Regions from separate parts of the Triticum aestivum genome. Here region 1 is linked to region 2. A link is a contact called in public HiCAR-type data. All regions are on one chromosome and are shown on one strand. The core of a region is the stretch at or near the end of the contact, and the rest is flanking DNA. Distances in the headings are between cores, read along the strand shown. Region 1 holds the start of LOC123138347 (probable pectin methyltransferase QUA2). Region 2 holds the start of LOC123138344 (lysine-specific histone demethylase 1 homolog 1).

What was found. HiCAR-type assays count read pairs that join an accessible place to other places.
Region 1: a HiCAR-type map of leaf shows a contact between it and region 2, with 10 times the contacts expected there. The contact joins the promoter of LOC123138347 here to the promoter of LOC123138344 in region 2. A contact is called at or near these places in 3 of 5 Hi-C or Micro-C datasets (all in leaf) and 1 of 1 datasets of contacts at active chromatin or transcription factors (leaf).

The regions. Positions count from the first base shown.
Region 1 is chr6B:621,663,064-621,666,029 of IWGSC CS RefSeq v2.1, reverse strand. It overlaps LOC123138347 (probable pectin methyltransferase QUA2), which reads right to left and starts at 1,491. Exons shown (of 8, transcript XM_044558314.1): 1 at 516-1,491; 2 at 288-417. The coding sequence starts at 1,141.
Region 2 is chr6B:621,488,598-621,491,754 of IWGSC CS RefSeq v2.1, reverse strand. LOC123138344 (lysine-specific histone demethylase 1 homolog 1) reads right to left here and starts at 1,800. Exons shown (of 1, transcript XM_044558309.1): 1 at 1-1,800. The coding sequence starts at 1,679. LOC123138346 (pterin-4-alpha-carbinolamine dehydratase 2, mitochondrial) reads left to right here and starts at 1,885. Exons shown (of 7, transcript XM_044558313.1): 1 at 1,885-2,115; 2 at 2,365-2,450; 3 at 2,536-2,659. The coding sequence starts at 2,010.

The sequences.
Region 1 (2,966 bases), core at 242-2,741, 170 kb before region 2:
TACAGTGAAAGTTATCTTATGAAACCTCTACTGATACCTAGGTACAATAAAATCAGATGGAAATTTTGGCAGGACTTGTCAGAATAATTAAGCAAGTTGACAGAGAACAGTAGCAATTGTGTCTTTTTAACAAAGTGAATTCAGTGATTTGCAAAGACAAAAATGTCGCTGGTTTAGTTCTACTAAACCAGAATGTCACTGGTTTATTTCTACTAGCTAGCCCCCGTCACCAGCTGTGACACTACAAACCATTATTAAAGACAAAGAGGAACTTGGTAACAGCTCACCCCAGCCTCATTGAAATTGAACTCGTTCCGCAGGCCAATCATCTCGGCAATCTGATGCGCGTAATCCTCCACGCCGTCAGACATATGTGCGTCCGACGGGAAAGAGATCTGGTCCTCCTCCACCATCATCCTACGAACAATCGGAGACAGGCAAATTCACAACCAATAGACGAAGCCACTAACTCAACATCTCCCAAATACAGTAGTAACAAATTGCGGCTCATTTACCTCTTGAACAGGCTCCCCGAGGAGAATTCATGGCCGCTAATCCGCACGTTGTCCTTCCAGATGAACTCCTTGCTGCTGGGCCAGCGCACGGGGGTGCGGTAGGCCCGCGGCGGCGCGACGAGGCAGGTGGCCCTGCCCTCCCGCGCGCACTGGCGCTCGTAGCTTATGACGACGCCGCCGCCCAGATCCGACACGTCCACGGCGTCCGAGCCGTTGTAGTAGCAGGGCACGTGGTTCTCGTACTCGGCCGCGCACACCTCCGCCTCCCGCGAGCGGAGCCCGCCGCCGGCGAGCACGCCTATGTCGAGCAGGTCGGTGACCAGCTGCTCCTGCAGGCGCCGGTAGCCGCGGTGCGCCGAGGCCGCGGCCATCGCCGCGGCGGCCCCGCGCCCGGCGTAGAGCGACCCGGCCCACGCCACCGACCCCACGAGCGCGGCCGCCGCGAGCACGAGGACCCCGATCCTCGCCGCCGCGGCCGCGAGGTGCCGCTTCCTCCCCCGCGCGGCGGTGGTGGCGCCAATGCCGTTCTCGCAGGGCTCCTTGGGGTCGTAGTGGCGGCCCTCGTCGGCGCAGCGGTCCTTCCCGCCGCCGCCCCCCGAGAACCCCCGGTACAGCGGCCGCGACATGGCTGCTGCTGCGGATCTCACTGCCCGAGCCCGCGCCGCATGGGACCACCGCCGACTCCCGCTCCCGCTCCCAATTCCGCAATGGCGCCGCACTCCACCACTCCCAGTCTCACTCCACCGCCTGCCACCCCTTCAATCAATCAGTCAGCCAATCAATGGCGCTCGCACGGCGAGTAAATGGGGCGAGAGATGGCGCAGCAGCGGCGGTACTACTACTACCAGCGAGCGTACCACGCCACCAGAGCAGCGTGTCCTCGGCTGTTCGGCGCCGGATCTCCCCTCCACGGAACGGGACTGGACTGCGCGCTCTCAATCCGTATCTTCTGTTACCACTACGTGTGTAACAGCCGGTTGCTCCGTCGATGACACTGGTATAAATAAAGGCGCGGTCCACGCCGCTGGTGCGTGACGGTGACGGGCGGGGCCGGGCCCGCCGTCGGTGGGAGAGCGGGGACGCGGGGTGGCGAGGCTGGTGGGGATGGAACTGAAAAATGAATGCGGAGCGGGCCCCGCGGAGGAGGAAGAGAGGAGATGTACCGGATGATGAATTTTTGTTTGACGTGTGTCCGTCCGGCGCCGCCCCGCCCCGGTCGACAGTCTCGTGATGCTACAGAATGTGAATTTTCTTCTATTTCTGCTGGATTTGCTGGGGTTTATTATAAGATTTGTAGCAGTACTCTGGGTCGAACAAGTTAGTGATGATCGTGCTGGTCATTAGATCCCAAATCAAGTACTGTTGTCGCCACATGTCGTGTGTAATCCCGGGGCCTGGGGTTTATATTTTAAAAAGATGGCGCCGGAGAGGAGGGGCCGAGGGAAACATGTGTGCGGCTACTCTGCATTGTTCTAACGTTTGTTCTTTGGTTGGAGAAATGTAAATATGAAGAGCTGTAAGATGCTCCTAACTCAATACTAAGCCCAACCGTTATTAGTCATGGATGATATTTCTTTGAAAAAATCTATCTATTCATCACCGCACGACAATCACAAACATTGAAGCGAGGCGGAGGCCACCGACGTCAACGCCTTTTTGTTCTTGGTACATTAGTCATATCAAACACACACCTCCACGTGCTCTTTAACGACGCTAGACGTGAGAGCTGTTAGTCATGGATGACTCAATGGCTAATATTACTGATGCGGCCTCTTTTTAAGTGCTACTTAATTGTTTTATCCATTTTATTTATTATTACAAATATTAATTGATTGTAATCAGAAATGTGACCTTTTAGGAGTATTTTTTATTTATGTTTTTGGGAAAAAGTAAGACATATCAAATATACATATTAAGTATGAAATTATGATATCATACATGTGTATATACCTGTAACAGCCTGATTTTTGGCCCTTTCTTTTTCTTTTGTTTTTCTGAGGTTTTTGCCTGAGTTTTTTTTCTGGCTTTGTGGTCTGGAAACTGAAGAAGATGACCTCTTCTTTCTTTCCAGAGTGGCTTGTCATACCCAAATCCTTTCCTAGACCTTGCCAATTTCATCCTAGCCCAAATTCCAATATTCTTTTTGTTGGGAATATTCATTTTTCATTAAAGGAATAATCTTATCTGCCCTAGGTTGTGAAGCAACCTATATTTCCCTCACTCCAAAAATTTCCAAATAATTCTCATAAATTGCTTTGGTCATATCTTCCTCAAATGTGGCAGAATATTTTACTTGCCATGTTTTCTATGTTGCTCAAATAATTCCTTTTCTATTCTGTCATGTGTGGCAGGTTGTGAAGGAAGTGCTATTTTTCCTTGTCCAATTGACCTCAAACTTTTTGGACATCTTTTCATGTTCAAATAATTGTCTTGTGCCAAAGTTCAACTTTA
Region 2 (3,157 bases), core at 551-3,050:
TCACCTCGTTGACTAGAGTCCTCAGTCAAATGCCCAAACGTATCAATCCTACCATCCCAGAAGTCAAAAGGGAATAACATCACAACCTTATTAAGAAGCCCAAAACCCAATCTCTGAATGGCCTCTCGTTTCTGAACTGGCAGCTCCGGCACAAAATCGATGTCCCCCTTCTTAAGCACACCAAGGGGGACAGTGCAGAGCGCCATATCACCACGGAATGTTTGCTTATCAGTGTAGACCAACACACCATCACACCCATACTGTATCCTTCGCACATTCTGTCCATAGAATATCGGGACGCCGTCAGCAAGTGCTCGGACAAATTGGGAATTGCCACCAGGTATAAAGCAGTGGTCGCCACCCATTTCATATGGATCATCCTGGTCCCAGAAGGCCATGGAGAGATCAGCAAGAGGAGCGGCATTGGCATACTCCAGGTTGGCCAGATGCCAATCAAGAAGCATCCGTTCCTCTGGCTCAGCGGCAACACCATGCGCTGCCCGGAATGCCTCGAGTGCCATGCCAAGTGACACATCCACACCGTGTGGAACACTATCTGCGATAACCTGCCGCAGCTGGCAAACCTTGTCAAGAAGCTGGTTAAAGGCAGCCTCAACACGATCATCCATGCCAGGGTCGACTGGGCGGCCATCCGGAAGATACAGCGGGCACTTGTCCCGCACCTTGTGAAGTGGGAACCCAAGCTGCCGTGCTATGACACCAAGGGGGTTCCCATTGATACCAGTGAGCACACTGCCTCCCAGATCAGCAGAAGCAGCAATGTCAGGATAGTCTGCTGCAGAGGACCGCATTGTCTTAGTAAACACACGGCCACCTGGGCGGAGTCGGCCTTCGACAATGGCAACCTTGAAGCCAAGAGACATAAGGTGGCGTGCAGCGGCGAGGCCAGCAAAGCCAGCACCCACGATGAGGACAGAAGGGGGAGGATGGGAGGGAGGGGGGATTGGTGGTAGGGAGACAATGGAGGGGGCGAGGCCGAAATTGATGTAGGCATGGTCCGATAGGAAGGAGTGTGCAGCGGCGACGAGGGGCGCGTGCTCGGCGCGGATGGATGCGAGCGCGGCGTTGGACGCGACGGGGGAGAGGGGATTAGAGCGCCAGAGCGCGAGAATATGGTTGCGTACGACGAGGTAGTTGGCCTGGTCGGCGCCACCAATAAGTGGGATGACGGCGGCGGCGACCTCGTCCTCGGAGAGGGTATCCGCGGGGAATCCCGCCGCGAGCGCGATGGTGGCCTCGGAATCCAGCTCCCGCGCCAGGCGGAGGGAGGAGTTGGTCGGCGGGCGGCCGCGGCGGCGCGGGATGCCAGCGAGATGCGCCGCGGTGGCCCCCGACGAGGAGGAGGCGCGGAGGACGCGGACGCCGGCCGTGGGGATCATGCCGGGGAACTGCTTCTTGCGGCGGCGGCGCTTCCGCGCGACGGTGGAGTCGTCGACGGCCGCGGTGGTGGAGGGGGCGGACGGGGTCGGGGAGGACGTGGGCGCGTCCTCCTCCATGGGCTCCGCGGCGTCTCCCCCGGCCGCGCCGTCCTCCATGGGCTCCGCGGCGGCGGCCTGGTCCTCGTCCTGGTCCATGGGGACGAGAGCCAGATGCCCCGCGGCTTCGGGCGCGTCGGGCGGAGGCAAGGGCGGCGGCTGCGCCCCGTTGCCGTCCTCCATTGGGGTCTATGGGAAGGATGCGGCGAGCTTCCCTCGGCGACTAGATTTGGGAATTGGGAGGGTTCAGGGGTTGGTTTAGGGCCAGAACTGTGCGGGACGAAGGGAGAGTCGGGAGGGAAGAGGTGGCTTGGCCCTATGGAATGTTTTTCCGTAAAACGTCCATGAAAGCGTACTTTGCCTCTCTCCGTTTCCGTGCCTAGTAGACGCAACCGTTCCCTCATCTCTGAACATGTGTCTCAAAAAAAGAAAAAAGAAAAACTCTGAACATAGAAGCTTCACCTGGAGTCCCACTCCCACGGCACTGCGCCGCCGTCTCCCCGAAGCTCAGGGATGGAGGGGCGTACCCTACTCCTCGACCAGGCGGCACCCAGCGCGTCCGCCCCTACTGGCCGCTCCGCCTCGCAGGCGACGGGGGACGAGGCCGCGGCTAAAGTCGGTGAGCGCGCCGCCGCCGCCGCAGCCCCGTTCGTTTTCTAAATCTCTCTCGATCTAGGCCTCCTGGGCTCCTGGCTCCTGAACTGCACCCCCGTTCGTTTTTCTCCATTCCTGCTTACGAATTCGTGTCTCTCTTTGTTGTCATATTATCATTACTAGGCCATCCCCCGATGTGCGCTTCCGAGCTTGAGGCCACCGATCACTATGCAGTCCTGTAAAAAAAAGTATGCGTTTTTCTTTTTCTTTGCAGAATTATCAAAAAGGAGCTGTGTCTCATGCAATTCAAAGGATTTACAAGCCATGTCAGAAGATTCTGCTAAAACGTTGCTAGAGCAGGTTTTCTTCTCTGCTCATGCTTTGCTATAGTAAAAAAAAACCTTGATTAAGACCGGTTATGTTGACTGACCTCCCTTAAAAACAGGTGGCTGGCTGGGAGGTGAAAAATGAGGGCGACATTCTGAAATTGCACAGGGCATGGAAGGTGAAGAACTTTGCCAAAGGGCTTGAGTTCTTTCAGCTTGTTGCTGCTGTTGCGGAGGAAGAAGGTCTCCTTTCTTTTGCCCTGTCCTTCATATTCACATTGTCTCATTGTTCAGAATTCAGTTTTTTAAAAGTGCCCTGTTCTCACCGCATTGGAATTTAAGAATATCATTGGCACATACAGGCCACAGCAAGTCGATGTACTGCTTACTACTCCCTATGTATCAAAACACAAGACGCTTTTTGATACAAGGGGAGTATAAAAAACGTCTTATATTTTGATACGGATGGAGTATTATCAAAGAGGAGTCATTCACTTCCTGTCCTACAGTCCTAAATCCTCGCTGTAATATTTAACAATATCATTTGGCACATACAGACCGCAACAAGTAAATGCTGCTAACTATTATATGTTCAGTATGCCAGTATCTTCACTTCTTCACAATGATATTAATTGTATGTGTTGTTAACGGACTCCACATAATAGACAGCATAGCTACCCAGCCCTCACCAAACCTGGCACCTCCTAAACTGTTATGTTATCAACGGACGACCAAGCTTTC